Linked DNA regions of Muntiacus reevesi: region 1 is linked to region 2. Evidence: chromatin contacts called from public Hi-C data. All regions are on one chromosome and are shown on one strand. Each heading gives the region's core, a stretch centred on a gene start, on an enhancer-like site or on the middle of the called end of the contact. The rest is flanking DNA. Distances are from core to core; before and after follow the strand shown.

What was found. A called contact is a pair of places that touch in the nucleus more often than the background predicts.
Region 1: a Hi-C map of blood shows a contact between it and region 2, with 4 times the contacts expected there. The contact joins the promoter of U2AF1 here to the promoter of WDR4 in region 2. A contact is called at or near these places in 2 of 3 Hi-C or Micro-C datasets (blood and muscle).

The regions. Positions count from the first base shown.
Region 1 is chr8:23,007,246-23,010,711 of mMunRee1.1, reverse strand. U2AF1 (U2 small nuclear RNA auxiliary factor 1) reads left to right here and starts at 1,501. Exons shown (of 8, transcript XM_065942816.1): 1 at 1,501-1,638. The coding sequence starts at 1,595.
Region 2 is chr8:22,833,892-22,837,444 of mMunRee1.1, reverse strand. WDR4 (WD repeat domain 4) reads left to right here and starts at 1,742. Exons shown (of 11, transcript XM_065942532.1): 1 at 1,742-1,874; 2 at 3,388-3,453. The coding sequence starts at 1,786.

The DNA of each region.
Region 1 (3,466 bases), core at 252-2,751, 170 kb before region 2:
AATTAGTTAAGTTTCTTCTTTTCCTGGTAATCTACCTTGAGTCAGTTTCACTATTAGTCCAGGCACCAGAACCCAAGAGGGTTGAGGGGTTATTTCACCTCCCCTAAAGTACAAATAGGACCAGAGTCCCCGCTATGACACCCACCAACCAAAAAAGCAGTTCTCAAACTGTGTTCAGAGGGAACCGAGTCCTTCTCACACCTGCTTTGAGGGCTACACAAGCACCTGATTATCATTGTTACCTTCACTCTCAAATGTGCTCCATACCAAATTTTAACACAGTAGACACTGCCAAAGCATTTCTGCCAGGATATAACTCATTTTTGTGCAGGCTTCTTCCCAGGATAAAACTTTTTGTGGCATTCTCTGTTTATGAACCTGAGACTGCAGACCTGGGTGGACAAATAAACCAGGTGTGCGTTTGCCCCAAATGCAAAACAATATCTGCAGAACTGTCAGTAGAGGCGAGACCGGCTCATCCTATGGGCCCATCAACAGGGAACTGGTTAGCCACACAGCGGAGCTCTGGGGAGCCATCAAAGTACTCAGGACTGCGACCACAGTCCTATGGAGCCATCTGTGGGATGGACCGTTAGGTGAAAAAAGAGAACGAGGAGGAAACAGTGGGTTAAAAGGAGGTGCCTCAAAAAAAAAAAGAAAGAAAAAAAAAGGATGAACTAGGAGCTCCGGAGGTGGGTAGCTCTGGGGGAAAGGACCCAGCGTCCACGCACATCTCTAACTCTCCTCGGCCCCAGCCGAGCCCCTTCCCGCAACGGCCCCTGCATTTGGCTTCTCCGTGGTCTGAATTCAGGGTTTCTATGCCGGGCATTGCTGGACGTCCCTAAACCGGTCCTAAGCCCGACACCCCTCACCGCCCTCCCCCTCCCCCCCCCCCAGCCCCCCGCACCTCTCCGTCTTGCGGGCCGGTGAGCCCGGCCCGAAGACGTGCGCTCTGCCTTCCCGGCATCGGAGCCTCTCCAAACCCGCCGGGCTTTCCCAGGGCCGGGCCCAGGCGGCGCACCTCCGGACCGGGGAGCCGGGGAGCTCCGACTCAGCTCCCCGAACAAGAGGAAGCTGAAGAACGCGTCTTCCCGGAGGAAGGGTTCGGTGGGGATCCCCCAGGGAAAGTGCGGGGAGGGGGGTCTCGCCCCGCTCACAGCCCGCGGAAACCCCCACACGGAACAGGCGCGCTCAGGGGCCGGGCCCAGGGACTGCGTGGAAAAGCCCCTCGGCCGCTGCCTCCTCCGAAGCCGCACTTTGAGCACTTGGCTTCTCTGGGCACTGCGGAACGCCGGTGGAGGTCGCGGGGCCCCAGTCGAGGGCGCTAGGAGCGTTGGCGCGGGCCCGGAGAACGTAACGAGAGCCGGGAGGTGGCGCTGGCGGGCGGCGCGCCGGCTCCACTACCGCCAGGGGAGCGCCTGACGCGCGCGCCAAGCCCCGCCCATGCGCAGACAGCGCCTCCCCTGATTGGGCAGCGCCGCCACGCTGGTGGGGCGGAATGAGCGTCGTCGCGTCCGGGTGACGTCTCCGGCGGGCGTCGGGCGGGGTCGTCGGCGTCGGCAGCGGTGTCGGCGGTGGCGGCGACGGGTGGGAAATGGCGGAGTACTTGGCCTCCATCTTCGGCACCGAGAAAGACAAGTAAGTGAGATCCGGCCGCAGGGGTTCCGGGCTGGGGAGGCGGGTGGCGCGCGGAGGAGCTCGGCGGCGGGGCCCGGGCGGCAGTGGGAGGCCCGGCGGGGGGAGGGGCAGGCTGCCCTTCCGGCCTCGGGAGCCGCGCGCCGCCGCGTGCGCCCTGGCAGGCGGGCGATGGGCCGGGCGGGCGCCGGGCTTCCGCTCGGGCAGAACGGCTTCTCCCGCCGAGGCTCCTCGGCTGCCCACCTACAGGCGACCCGTGCCCCCGGCTCTCGGAAGCCGACTTGAGTTGTGCTGAAGTTGTCAACGTTAACGATTCTCCCAAGTTTGATCTTTTAATGTCGAGTCGGGCAAGCTGTAAGACTCGCCCGCGTTAAGTCGTTAGATAATTGAGGTTCCTGTTAGGGTTTTAGGTGCTTAACAAACCTCTTGTGTGAGTTAAGCGATCATCGAATAGATCATAAGGACATTTGTTGTGAAACAGTATTTTGGAGATGACTTGTTAACTAACCGTGAAAGTCTGCTTTTAAAATACTTTCAGGTGCAATTCCAATATAAGAATAAGATGAGTGCGTTTTTAGGTTGCATACCTTCCGTAGTCAGTTGTTAGGTTGAGAGTAAAAAATATAATTTTGGTTTTGCCAGGTGTTTATTTGGGAGGATAATACTTGAAAACCTTAAGATTGAGCTGGATGTATTCTTCCAATAAATGATTAGCATCTTGGTGTTCTTCAGGGCTGTAGAGGGTCTATGTGAATATTTTTTTAACAATAAACTCATAAATTTGCCATAGCTAATGTTTCGATACAACTTTATAAAAAACTTTAAATTGTTTCTGTTTTCCAGGATGCAGTGTATCTTGTAAAATGTCGTCTTTTACACATTGTAGACTCTCCTGTGTTGTTTGGAAGAGGGGGTTATGTTTTTTCCTAGCAGAACTCATAAGACAGTCATCAGTCATATTCACCCCAGAAACACTTACTGGGTGTCAGTTCAAGGCCAGTGTCTGGGGACTCAAAAATGGGTAAAATTTGGATCTTGTTCTCAAGGAGCAAGGGGGTGCTTGTCATCCAAAGGATAACTGAGTTAAAATGAATTGAAATGCATTAAGTGCTGTGAAAGAGAGGCATGCACTGAATGCTGTGGCCCCAGAGGCAGCAGCTTGGGAAACAGGATCTTGAACAGATCAGCCAGCTCTGCTGGACAAAGAGGCTTCTCAGGTTTGCTGAAGAGCATGCAGTGTCAATTTTACTCATGAGCTTATATCAGTGTGGGCCGTGACTTAGGTCTTGCAGAGTTTTTCTTTCCCTCGTTCTTGTAAAAAGCTGCATAAGGTGATGTCCTCATTGTTAATTCTGTGAGGACAGAGGTTTATTCCTGCCATAAATAACTCCATTTCATCTGTTAGAGTTGTATTATAAAAGTCACAGCTGTAATTTAGGAAACTTGATTATTTAATCTAGGTTTCTGGTCTTTATTTTAATATCTTTTCATTGTATTGCAGTAGTCCAATGAGCCTACTGGAAAAGTTTTGACTAACAGATTAAATTCAGTGATTAACTGTCCATTGTGAAATGAGAGTCATTTCTGATAGTACAGCAGCAAGAATTGTTTTAATTATATGAAATAGTTGGGTGTTAATGGTTGAGACAGGGGTTTTTGTCAACTCTGAGATAGTCTTAAACTATTTTCAAGTGATTTTCTCAAGATGTAACATGACGTACTCAAGTGTATATAGTAATCATTTTTTCTCCTCATAAATTTAGACTTTTCCATTTTTATTGCTACCTGATAATAAATAAATGGCTAGTTGATTTCATGGGCCATCAAATTT
Region 2 (3,553 bases), core at 493-2,992:
CCTTAAAAAACTAAAAACAGAGCTATCATATGATCCTGCAATCCTACTCTTGGGCATATAACCAGAAAAAAACATGGTCCGAAAGGGTACAAGCTTCTTTTACCTTACTGCCTTTCAGGAAGACTGGCTTTCCTCAAGCGTTTTGCTTTGCCACCTTTAAGTCTGGGTGTAAATTCAAACTTGAATCAATCCAGAGGTGGGATTTGAATCAGTTATAGTTTTCTATGCCTCATGCCTATCGTAATTCCTTCACTTAATGCAGAAACAGCTGATCCTTTAAGACAACTGGGCTTCCCTGGTGGCTCAGTGGTAAAGAATCTGCCAGCAACGAAGGAGATGTGGGTTCGATCCCTGGGTGGGGAAGATCTCTGGAGAAGGAAATGGCAACCCACTCCAGTATTCTTACCTGGGAAATCCCATGGACAGAGGAACCTCTCTGGCTACAGTCCATGGCATCAGAAAGAGTCAGACGCAACTTAGCAACTTAGCACACATAAGACAATTAGTTGTTCCATTTATTTACCTAGAAAATATTAATCATGCCAGATTTTGTGGTGCAAGCTGGTGCATTGGCACCCTGCCAATTGAGTCAGCATCAGCCCCTGCTTTCGTGGCATTTGTAGTCTAGAGACAAGATATTAAGCAGATTATCAAGGGTGTAGTGCATATAAACAATGAAAAGTCAGGAAAGGCTTCCTTGATTAAGTGTTGACTGCACTGAAGTGAAACTGGGTGTCTGGAATTAACTAGGGACATAGAGATGGAGTGTGGAGAGAATGTTTCAGGTGAAAAGACTAGCGTGTGCTAAGGTCCTGTGGTTGCTATTATCACTGTGCCAATGAACCTGAACAATAGTCAAGTCTAGAGCACTGAGAATGAAGCAGACCTGGTAGGGAATGAGCCTCCAGGGTAGGCAGGAGCCAGAAAACATGCAGTCTCATAGAGCAAGATCAGGATTTGTTTTCTGTACCGAGAACAATGAGAAGCCACTTGTTGATTTTAAGCAGGAGGATGAGGTGATTGGAACTATGCTCTGAAACGTCTCTCTGGCTTTAGCACGCACTGTGGATCTGCGGGGGTGGGGGTGGGGACAAGCGCGGACGTGAGAACAGAGAGCAGAGGGGTTGCTCTGGTGTGTGGCGCGGCGGAGGCCATGGACAGGGGGAGAAGGGGCGTCCAGGAGGATTTCCGCGATCAGATGACCAATGTGGAAGATGGGGGGTGGAGAATCCCAAGAAAGCATCCAGCAAACTGGTGCTGGTGTTGCCACTCCGTGAGCATTAAGAACATTGGAAAAGAGCCCTATCCTGTGTTGAAAAACAGTAGTTCAGCAGGTTTGCTCTTCGGGTGTGTCTGGCTCAGCTCCCATCCGGCGGCTTCAGCTCTACGCCCTCCTCAGACACCACGTTCGGGACCTAGATGCGAACTCAGACCCTCTCAGCTCTTGAAGGACCAAGTAGGTACCAGACCGGCCAAGTCGCCTAGCCACAGCGCGAGAAAGATCCAGAACTAGCTCTGTGCAGTCTGGAGGAAGAAACGAACACTAAACAAGCAAACGGATTCCCTCCGAACAAAACTGATCAGCAACCAACCCTAAACTGCGCGAACGCCTGATTGCCGAAAGAAGGGAGAGAACACCTCCTGCGCAAGCCCGCCGCCGGCTCGCGCGCGGGAGCGAGTCCGCACGACGTCACCTCACGGCGTCTACGGCTGACGTCACTCCCTAGCGCCGGCCGGAAGAGGCGCTTGACGGCGCACGTGGGTGGAGGCGAGTTGGGCGGGCACATGGCGAGTTCTGCGGGGTTGGCGCTGTGCGGGCATGCGCTGGTGGTGCGGGGCGGCAGCCGGTTTCTGGCTACCTCCACTTCGAGCAGGTGAGGGGTCGTTCTGGAGCAGAAGCCTAGGTTGCGGTCATGCGCCAGGGTCTTGAGATTCCGGTTCTCCCGCCCCGCCGGGGCTGCACCTGCCTTGGAGTGACCCTAGGGAGCCCCGCTGCTCCCTGTGAGCCCTCTGGTGCCTCTTGAGCCCGGCTGCATGCCTGCACCTCGGAATGTCTGCTCTTCCTGTCCTTCTCCCAAGACCTGCTCAGGGCCCCGCGCCCTCAGCGGCGGGCCTGCGGCATTCTTTGCCGGTTCCGCTCCAGACACTTCAGGGCTCTGTGGGGTCCGGGGGACGCACTTCTCTGGGGCGTGGGAGGAAGACAGCTCTTGGCCTTTCTTGGGGAGAGGGGTTTACTCCCGGGGACCACGTTCGTCACGCTCTCTGCACTCGCTTCCCTCTCTCTTCAGCGCTGCCTGCTTCCTCATCCCAGCCCGTAGCCCTTGACCCTGCTTTGCTTACTTTCGGGGCGAGGGTCTTACCTGACACGTTCTTGCTGGAGGTTACCCCCAGAACCACAGCCGCTTTCTCCCTAGTGGCCCTTTATAAGGTTTTCTTTTTGCTTTCTCTAATTTCTCACCCCTTACCGTTCCCGGAATTTTTATATTTGTTGGTCGACTAGCCTTGATCCAGGAACCTCTTGAATATTAGCAGTGGCCAGTTTTGGTCCCGTATTTCCTTTCCCAGGGTAGTTTTGATTTTCCCAAACTTGAAACATACAGTATGTCTGTTAAATGTAAATGTGCGCTGTATTCTTTGTTCAGAGTTTGGTTTCAGAGATTCAATGAGATGTTAAGTCTAGATTTCACAGATTTATTCACAAACCTGTTGTCTGTCCCAGGTTACTTTATTTTAGAGCCGTAGCACATGCCACAGTGGGAGATGAGAAAATTAGACTCCATCTGGTTGATTCAGTTCACACCTTTTGAGGAAACCTAGTGGCTGGCTGGCAAGGTTTCTGACTTGGAGGACTGCTGCTCATCCTACACGGCAGTGCTCCAAATGAAAAGAGTTTGGCTACAGTCACTTTAAAGGCTGCGAATTAGAGCGGTGGGGTGGGGTGGGGGTGCTGCTTAGGGCCTGGTAGGGAAAGTGGGTGGCTTCTATACTGGTAAGCGCTTGGCAGGCACTGGAGCTTTTCTAAACAAGTACCCCACGTTTTAAACTTGGGTGCATAAGGCTAAATGCAAACTGATTCACATAGTCATCTTGTGCTGATTTTCTAGTTGTTAAAGAATGGTATATTCCTGTTGAGTTTTGGTCCTCATTTATTTCACTTAACTGATTTTTTATGGACAGACCATGGCAGTTATGTATGGCAGATAAAAATAGGTTCAGCAAAGTAAAGCTCCTTAGCTGTTCCCTGAAATCTCTTATGGAGACAAGTTCTTGTGGAGAAAATCCTTACTGAGGATGCAAATATTTTTTTGATCCAGGTTTTTTTAAAAAAAGTGAACATTGTAATGAACAAAGTGCTTCATTTAAAATATTGCTGTTATTTTTCTTTAGTGATGACAACAGCGTCTTCATATATGATTGCAGTGCTGCAGAAAAGAAGTCACAAGAACATAAAGGGTGAGATGGTGCGGAAGCCTCTTCGGGCTGACTGATAGTTTCAGTAATGGGACTGTTTAGTCTAAGAAGTAAATTGTTGTTTTATTTGCTGAATTCTTCA